Linked DNA regions of Hordeum vulgare: all the other regions are linked to region 2. The links are chromatin contacts, called in public Hi-C maps. All regions are on one chromosome and are shown on one strand. Each heading gives the region's core, a stretch centred on a gene start, on an enhancer-like site or on the middle of the called end of the contact. The rest is flanking DNA. Distances are from core to core; before and after follow the strand shown. Region 1 has its middle 7.8 kb from the start of LOC123430152. Region 2 has its middle 250 kb from the start of LOC123430152. Region 3 has its middle 410 kb from the start of LOC123430153.

Region 1 (2,700 bases), core at 102-2,601, 260 kb after region 2:
ATGAGAATATCTTTGAAAAGTGCCGACCAGCGAGACGACACGTGCACACAACTGATGCATCGTGGCAGTGTCGTGCTCGTCGGGAGCATGAGCACCATCTTCCTATATGTAGTGACTCGAGATCGATTCACATTGGCGGACGACAACCAGTCCGCCGCGATCTCGCGGGAAAAACATACATCGTAGGTAAAACTAATCTGAAAAATTACAAAAATGGAATCACAATGATAATGGGAATCCATTTTTTGCAAAGAAAATTCGGATCCATACCTCCGCGAGAACGACGAAAGCCCTCTCGATGCAGGCTTGATGCGAGCTTGACGAAAAGTTGGTGGAGCGATGCGTGCTGATAACGTCTTTCACAACTCCTGCCGGCGAGTCCGGTCCAAGGTTGCGGAGCGAAAATAGCGTCGTAGTCGATTACGCGTACATACAAAAAGTAAAATTGACACAAAAAAGTAGAGGGAAGTCTTTCTTTATTCATCATTGATAAGTGTTCTGTACAATGGGGTGCTCTCCTCTTTATATAGCTATAAGGGGTGGCGGATAAGTATCCACTTTAATGTGGAGTGAAGAAACTTGGTCTATAATGAACCAATGACTTATTTCATACAAGGCCCAAGTTTTTCAGCAAGTATGCTTAACAATCGTTAGATTATTAATCCGACTATTAATATTCCTAATTGGATGTGCATTCTCGTGCCTTTTATAATACAGATAAAAGTCAACGATCAACTCGATGTGATTAACGGTCGCTGCTCCACCAGTCAATCTCCATAGAGTAAACGAACACATAGCTAGGCCGGCCCATTGACTTCCGTGCATCAGGACCAGTTAGATCAATTGGGTGTTGTATACGGAGAAACCCTATTAAGCGCCACAGGCGCCAGCTAAAGGCAAATTTTGTTAACCGGCGCCTGCAGCATTCCGTATGGTCCGGCCCATTTAGACATCAGGTCTGTGTTTTATCCCATGAACTTTTTTCGGAATCGATGATTTGTTTAAAAAATCGGTGAACTTTTTAAAAGTCATTGATTTTTTTTAAATCCATGAGCTTTTTGGAAAATCGGAAAACATAATTTAAAATTTGTAAACTTTTTTTCAAATTCAGTGACTGTTTTTAAAAACCGATGAACTTTTTTTTGAAAATCGATAAATTCTTTTTTGAATCCTGCGAACTTTTTGCAAATACATAAACATATTTCGGAAATCGGTGAACTTTTTTTATAGACATTGAACTATTTTCGCAAATCTGATTTTTTTTAATTCTATGAACACATTTAATATGAGCCGGCCCACGAGAAGGAGCATGCAGGCGCGGGTTTATCTAGCGGACGGTTAAGGCGCCGCATAGGACCTGCCTTGTATAGGTGCTATCCAGTTCTGTGAAGTGCATGGATAAATCCAGATACATACATACCCACTTTTAAAAATATATTTTTAAATGCTAAAAGATATGAAAAAGGTTACACGGGTACTTCTCCATGTTTGACGTACACGTATAAAGTTGCACGGAAAAATATCTTTTTGTAGCCTGTGCAGAAAAAACAAAAGATTGTCTCGTGAAATGCTATTTAGAAGCATTGACATTTGTGTTTTCTGCATAGACAAAAAAAACAATATTTCTTCACAAAACTGTGCACACACGTTTAAGAACATGTATGCATGAAATTTTCTGTTGTTTTTTACATTTTTAAACGAGATTAAAATGCATCTTTTGAAAATTGGGTGCATTTTTCCATGGTCATGGATGCCCCCTCATCTAGTTCTCCCCTGTATATACTTTGGGTCACAGTGGTCCCATTGATAGGAAACTCTTAGAGAAATGCTTCCTCCTAAACTAATATAAAAGTATTTAAAACATTAATCTAATTCTTTTATATTAGTTTACAAAGGGAGTAGTTAGTTAGCGTCGCACGTGAAATAACAGATATCGACATTACTTTTGCAAAATAGTTTGGGCGTCATGAAAAAGGCAAGCGCCAAGAGTTAAATATAGTAATGGCGATTTTAGCAAACACCCTGTAACTTTTACTAAATATCACAAGCGTTTCCCTAGCGAGCAACGCCTCTGGTTCTTGATGTTGCAACGACGAGGATCTTGTCCATCCATGTTGCACTAGAGGAGGAAAATATTTATGGCGTTGGCTGTTGGGTGAAAGCCTTTGCTAACTTACCCATCAAATTCGAAAGAAATCTCATAATGCTTGAATATATTAATGCAAAGTAAACTTTTGGCATATGAACATGTGCAAAACAAAGTTAAACTAGACTATATAGACATATATAACTTACATTACTTGCATAGATCGGCCGCCAAAATATACCACGTTTGCCAAATTTGATCATCAACTTTCACGTCATCGTCATATCTCCAAAATGTGGGACCCGGATTTAGAAAGCATAGGCTTCTGGACACCTCTTATCATTATCCTCCAATCTTGCTTTGAGATTTGTGTTACACAACTAACTTACTATATGGAATTTTTTCTTTTTTGTTTCTTCAAAACAAAACAACATATGAACTTCAAACTTTGAAGTACAACAAATCATTCTAACTACAATGTAGGAAAACACTTTCACATTTTTTGGTCCGACATAAATATACAAAATGAGATTTTTTTAGTAGAAGATATTGTTTTCAGTATATATGTTTCATAAAAAAATCTGAAAGTTTTTTCCCACATTCTAGTTAGAATA
Region 2 (2,700 bases), core at 77-2,576:
CCTCTGTTGGTTAATATAAGAGTGTTTAGATTAGTAAAATAATGTTCTAAATGTTTTTATATTAGTTTACGGAGGGAATAACAAATATCTATAGATTCTAGCTATGTAGAATTCCATACAGGTGTCGAGCCGACAGGACAAAACAGTAATCGTCCACTCGAAGGTTTTCCGCGTATGTGGCTCTGCGAGCGTAAGCGAACTAAGCGAGCTGTCAACAGAAGCTGTATTTGGATGGATATCCTCCCCCGTGCGCGTCTAGTCTTCTCGGGCAGACATCCCTCTCGCTGTGGGGAAAATTGACTATTTGTTATTAAGTTTGTTGCAATTAAATTATAACTACAAAGTTGATTTTTTATTAACAAAATATTAACTAGGGACTAGAGCGTAAGAGATGATTAGTGCTGGAAAAATAGAAAAAATCTCACGCATACACGGACCATATACAGATCATATATAAATCGATTGCTACAAAAAAAACAAGTACCGGATCGATAGCTACACAACGAGATAAAAATGAAAAAAACTGATAAAGAAAGAAGGAAAGGAAAAAACAAATATGGATGCACCCGTGCTACAAACTACGATCTTACTTTTCTTTGTGTTTTGACCTGCTACGACCCTAGCAGCGAAACAAAAGATTGCACTGTCCCATGCCTTCAGATCAGCTTATACTCGAGTGCTAGCTAGACTCTGAGTTGTGTAGCTATGTTGAAACAATGTTGAAGACTTATGAACGGCTAGTCGAACGTTCGCCCAACTATAGATGCGTTGACTGGCCGGCTGTCGGTCCACCGGTTGATGAGTTCGTCGCCTAGGGTTGAAGAGGCGTTGCCTTATGAGTTGCGACGGTTAGGTTTGGATGGAGGGATGGAACGATGCATGTAGTTATGACTATGAGATGATCACCAAGCACGTACTTGTATTTGTATACGACATGTGTGTGAGATCTTCTTTTTCTTTCCTAGCACTAATCATCTCTCACAATCAAGTCCCTAGCTATGTTTTGTCAATAAAAAATCAACTTTCTAGTTATAATCAAATTCCAACGAATTTAATGATAAATAGTCAATTTTCCCCTCGGTGTGAGCGCAAGTGGCACCCGCACGACCGGTCGACGTCGCCGTCCGGTCGGGGAATGCAAAGGCGCGGGACCGGGCGGTTCAAATCAAAAAGGCCAGCGCCGCGGCCACGTGAGGCGATGCGCCGTCGCCCCCGGCCACATGCCTGCGCACGCGCGCCGTCGATTTCCGAGGCCCACCTCATCCTTTCTGTGGCTCCCCACGGGAGCGACCACGTACGTCGTCTACAGGGCCCTGTACTACTGCTGTACCTGTCCGGGCCGCACTGCCATTGGAAGGTCTAGTGGCGGCCTCTCCTCACATCCACGCAAATTATTCTGCAGCTAACCAACTCCACCGACCGAGATAATCTACATTTTTTTGCCATTCGTGGTACTTCATTTTTTAAAATCTGTCCATTCCTTTTGCATCCAAATATTCCAACATCCCATGGTGATGATATGTAAAGCAATCTGCTTGGGAAAAGTCTGATGTAGTAATATCACTTCATCAAAGAATGAGATTCCCCTGTATCTATTTGGAGAGATTGAATGCCAGCAAGACTAAGCAAAGGTCCAGCATCCCATGACGAAGATATCTAAAGCAATCTGCTTGGAAAAAGTCAGATGTAGTAACATCAGTTCATCAAAGGATGAGATTCCGTGTATCTACTTGGAGAGACTGAATGCCGGCAAGACTAAGCCAAGTTACAGTTCCAAGAAGATGATGAATGTTTTCACGGCAAGCCAATTATCGTTCTACCTGTGCTTACTTTGCTTATCTGAAGGCAACTGATTTCTACAAATATTACACACAATAACTTTGCTTCCTGCGGTTCTGTGTTTGTTTATCTGAAATGGAACTGAATTATCTATTGGCAAATAGGAAGTACAGTGTGGATGAAAAGAGATCACACACATCCCATTTTAAAATACTGTCTTGATAGTAAATGTGTTCGAACATATGGGGGAAAGACAACATTGCTGAACGAGCATATGCTAGAAAAGACAACTCTCGGGCATGGATCTTTTTTCACTTTCTATTTGAAGCTTGGATTTTTTACCAATTTTTTGCACCACAATTGTTCGTAGTCTGAACTTTCATGATTATCCAGATTGTTTTGTGTACTTTGCTTGTCCAGCTGTCTAACTATGATATTAATTTTCATATCTGCGCAACTTTTGGTAATTTTGTTTTTATAAACTTAATTTAAATTCTCAAAAGATTGGATGTGGATTATTGAAGCACACCTTGGAACACTTTCCTACGTTTCTGCAAAAAATTGGTCTGGCATATTTACGATCCGTGATGAACAACATACAAGCTTTCGGGACCTGAATCATCATTTTTTTATGTTTTAAGACTAACTTGACGCATCTCATATAGTTATAGATTGGTGCGTTTTACTCCCCGGAAATTACAGGTAGCTCCAAACGACACGTGCTCCATGAGCTTCTCTTGAATCACAAGCATTATGAATTAAATTTGCTTGCACCAGGATGTGATTGATCGCTTGTTTGATGTGTTTTTTTTGGGATTTTATTGGCAGAATGGACCATTAAAGGGATGCAAACATAACAAGCATACACCCGGTTTATGCATTGTTAGGATGCACGTAGCCAACACCAACGTACACACATAA
Region 3 (2,700 bases), core at 59-2,558, 400 kb before region 2:
GCTCAAGTTTCTTATCATAAGCTTTTATCATTGCTTCTACTATGTGTTCAGTAAAAGCATTATTTTGTTCATAAGAATTGGGTGAGCTAATAAGGGATTGCAGAAAGCAAATACATTTTACTAAATAGAAACTCTCAAAATTAAAGTCTTTGTAATCCAATATAGTGGCCACATCACTATTTAAAGTTTTGGCCTATCCAAACCCAATATTTCATTTTTATCATTAGAATCATCACCCTGTGAACAAACGGTACGCCTTCTAGGTAAATTTGAATCATGTCTAGTCCCTTTATAATCTAATTTCAGATTAGTAAACAAAGATTGAATGGGAGAAGTACCTATCATTTTAAGATCTTCATCATGATTACGGTAAAAACCGGGTGGAAGAAGCTTTTCTAAGAATTCTTGTTTGGGTCTCAACCTTGTAATCCTCTCCTTACTTTCATTAATAGATATTTGTATGGATATAATGGACTCATTGATATCATGATTTGCTAGCAGATTTTTATTTTTAAGAGTTTCCACATCAAGAGCAATTCTATCCATGTTCCTAGCCAAATCATCAACTTTATGCAACTTTTATTTTACCATAGTATTAAAAATCTTTTAAGAACTAATGAATTCTTTAATGGTGTTATAAAAATGAGAGGATAAACTATTATTATTTGGAGAAAAAATTCCATAATAATTTCCACAATTATTAGAGTAGTTACCAGAGTACGGTCGAGTGTTGAAATTTCATCTATAAATATTATTGTTGAAATTGTTTTGCCAGATAAAGTTCACATCAATAGCATCATCATTTTCCTCAATGAAGGTAGACAAAGGCATATCATTGAGATCAGCATGAGCATGTTTACTAGCAACCATATTCATAAGAGCATTCACTTTCTCATTCAAACACTAATGGAGAAATGGCTAGCCATAACTTTTATTGATGGCGCACCATTTTTAATCCACGTTACCGTTATTTTTTTCAAATGGTGATGGTGTGAGCATATTTCATACGCCACTACTATAGCCTTATTAGTGGCGTTGGATTTTTTTCACGCCAAAGGTATATGTAATGTAACAGCTTGCCCGACCGAAAGTTGATGGTGATGTGTAAATTATTTCACGCCATAATTATCAACCAGACCGATGGCGTTGGATTTTTTTTCATGCCACTAATAGTTGGATCAGTCAATTTCAAAATAATTGAAATTTAGACTAATTACTTTTGGCGTGCAAATTAGCACACATGCCATAGATAACTTGTATCTATACACGCCAGTCGCCAGCAATTCAATTTTTAGGACCACACCAAAAAGTGGAGGCACCACGTCCACACATCACCCAAAGAAAAAAATGCTAAGAATCAGCACATCCACACACCTTTTATGGGTAGCAAAAAGAAATATATCTCTCTCCTTATCTGGTGTTACTCTCGTTCCGTCTTTTACAACATCCATGATTTCCTCTATCCTCGCGATCTCCTCCCCGAGCGACGCCATCTCTTTCCCTCCCCCATGATCTCTTCTCCTGTTATCCCATCTCTCTACACCAGCATTCCACCACATCACCATTAGCGGCCACAGCATGCACAAGAAGCCCACCCCCACCACCTCGCGCGGCCACAAGAAACTCTATAATCCGCGCTGGTGAGGCGGCTTGGATCCAGTCGATGCATGGCGGCGTGGTGCGAGGCAGTGACTCGGTGGGGTCCCATCACCTCTTCGATGCGCGGCTAGATCTTGAAATGGACATGGTCATCACCGTTTAAGTCGTGGACGAGTACGGGCATCCGCCATTATCCCATGGTCGATCTCCGGTCAGCGCTGGAGAGGGTGTTCGGCGCCACCTCGCAAGATCTGTTGAAGAAGACCACCACCCATTCCCCTCCAAGCGCACCCTCGCCGCAGCTTCCTGCCGGTCCGCCCAACGCCGCGCATGTATGTATTTGATTTATGGGACTATACGATCTATTGGATGTATGAACGGAATGTATAGATTTTGACATACAGATGAAACGTATGTATGTATTTGATGTACATATGAATGTATTTGGATGTATGTATTTTCGTTTTGTGAAATTTTTAGTGCCGGCGTGTGAATGAATGTGCACCTCATTGGTACTCTCATTATAGTGACCACGTCATTAACATTAGAAGTAGTAATGGTATGGGATGATTTGGCACACCACCAGTAAGGCAGGTTGTAATGGGTAGTATCATATACAAGTATCATGCATATGATACTAGTATATCATATCATATCCGTAATGCATAGTATCATATATTAGTATCATAGGGTAGTTTATTTATTATCATGCAAGACACATAGTAACACATCATTTAATATTATACCATAGTATCATATATTAGTATCATAGGATAGTTTATTTATTATCATGCAAGACACATAGTAACAGATCATTTAATATTATACCGTATCATGATATGATACTCAACCCTCTCTTTCTTTATTTAATTCTACGCCACCTCATCGAAATTGCCTAGTTGGCATGCATGATACTACCTATGATACTACCATTACGGGCAGCCTAAGGATGGCCATAGTGGGAGTAACTTAGGTAGTATCATGCTCTTGCGACTAGCAAACATGCTGATGTGGCAGACAATTAAAGAAGAGAGAGAGGGTTAGAGTAACATAGGTAGATACCGTAACATGTTAAATGTAATGCTAAAATGTGTCTTGCAT

The links. A called contact is a pair of places that touch in the nucleus more often than the background predicts.
Region 1: a contact with region 2 is called in a Hi-C map of leaf, with 8 times the contacts expected there. The contact joins two enhancer-like sites. A contact is called at or near these places in 2 of 6 Hi-C or Micro-C datasets (both in leaf).
Region 3: a contact with region 2 is called in a Hi-C map of leaf, with 2.4 times the contacts expected there. The contact joins two enhancer-like sites. A contact is called at or near these places in 3 of 6 Hi-C or Micro-C datasets (leaf and seedling).

Annotation. Positions count from the first base shown.
Region 1 is chr2H:395,801,097-395,803,796 of MorexV3_pseudomolecules_assembly, reverse strand. No RefSeq gene overlaps it. Among protein-coding and RNA genes, the nearest start is that of LOC123430152, 7.8 kb to the left of the region's middle. Within about 2 kb of position 1,351, at least 3 of the 3 cell types and tissues checked have open chromatin away from gene starts, as enhancers often do. A contact at or near this core is called in leaf, where this site is marked.
Region 2 is chr2H:396,058,642-396,061,341 of MorexV3_pseudomolecules_assembly, reverse strand. No RefSeq gene overlaps it. Among protein-coding and RNA genes, the nearest start is that of LOC123430152, 250 kb to the right of the region's middle. Within about 2 kb of position 1,326, at least 2 of the 3 cell types and tissues checked have open chromatin away from gene starts, as enhancers often do. A contact at or near this core is called in leaf, where this site is marked.
Region 3 is chr2H:396,463,244-396,465,943 of MorexV3_pseudomolecules_assembly, reverse strand. No RefSeq gene overlaps it. Among protein-coding and RNA genes, the nearest start is that of LOC123430153, 410 kb to the left of the region's middle. Within about 2 kb of position 1,308, at least 2 of the 3 cell types and tissues checked have open chromatin away from gene starts, as enhancers often do. A contact at or near this core is called in leaf, where this site is marked.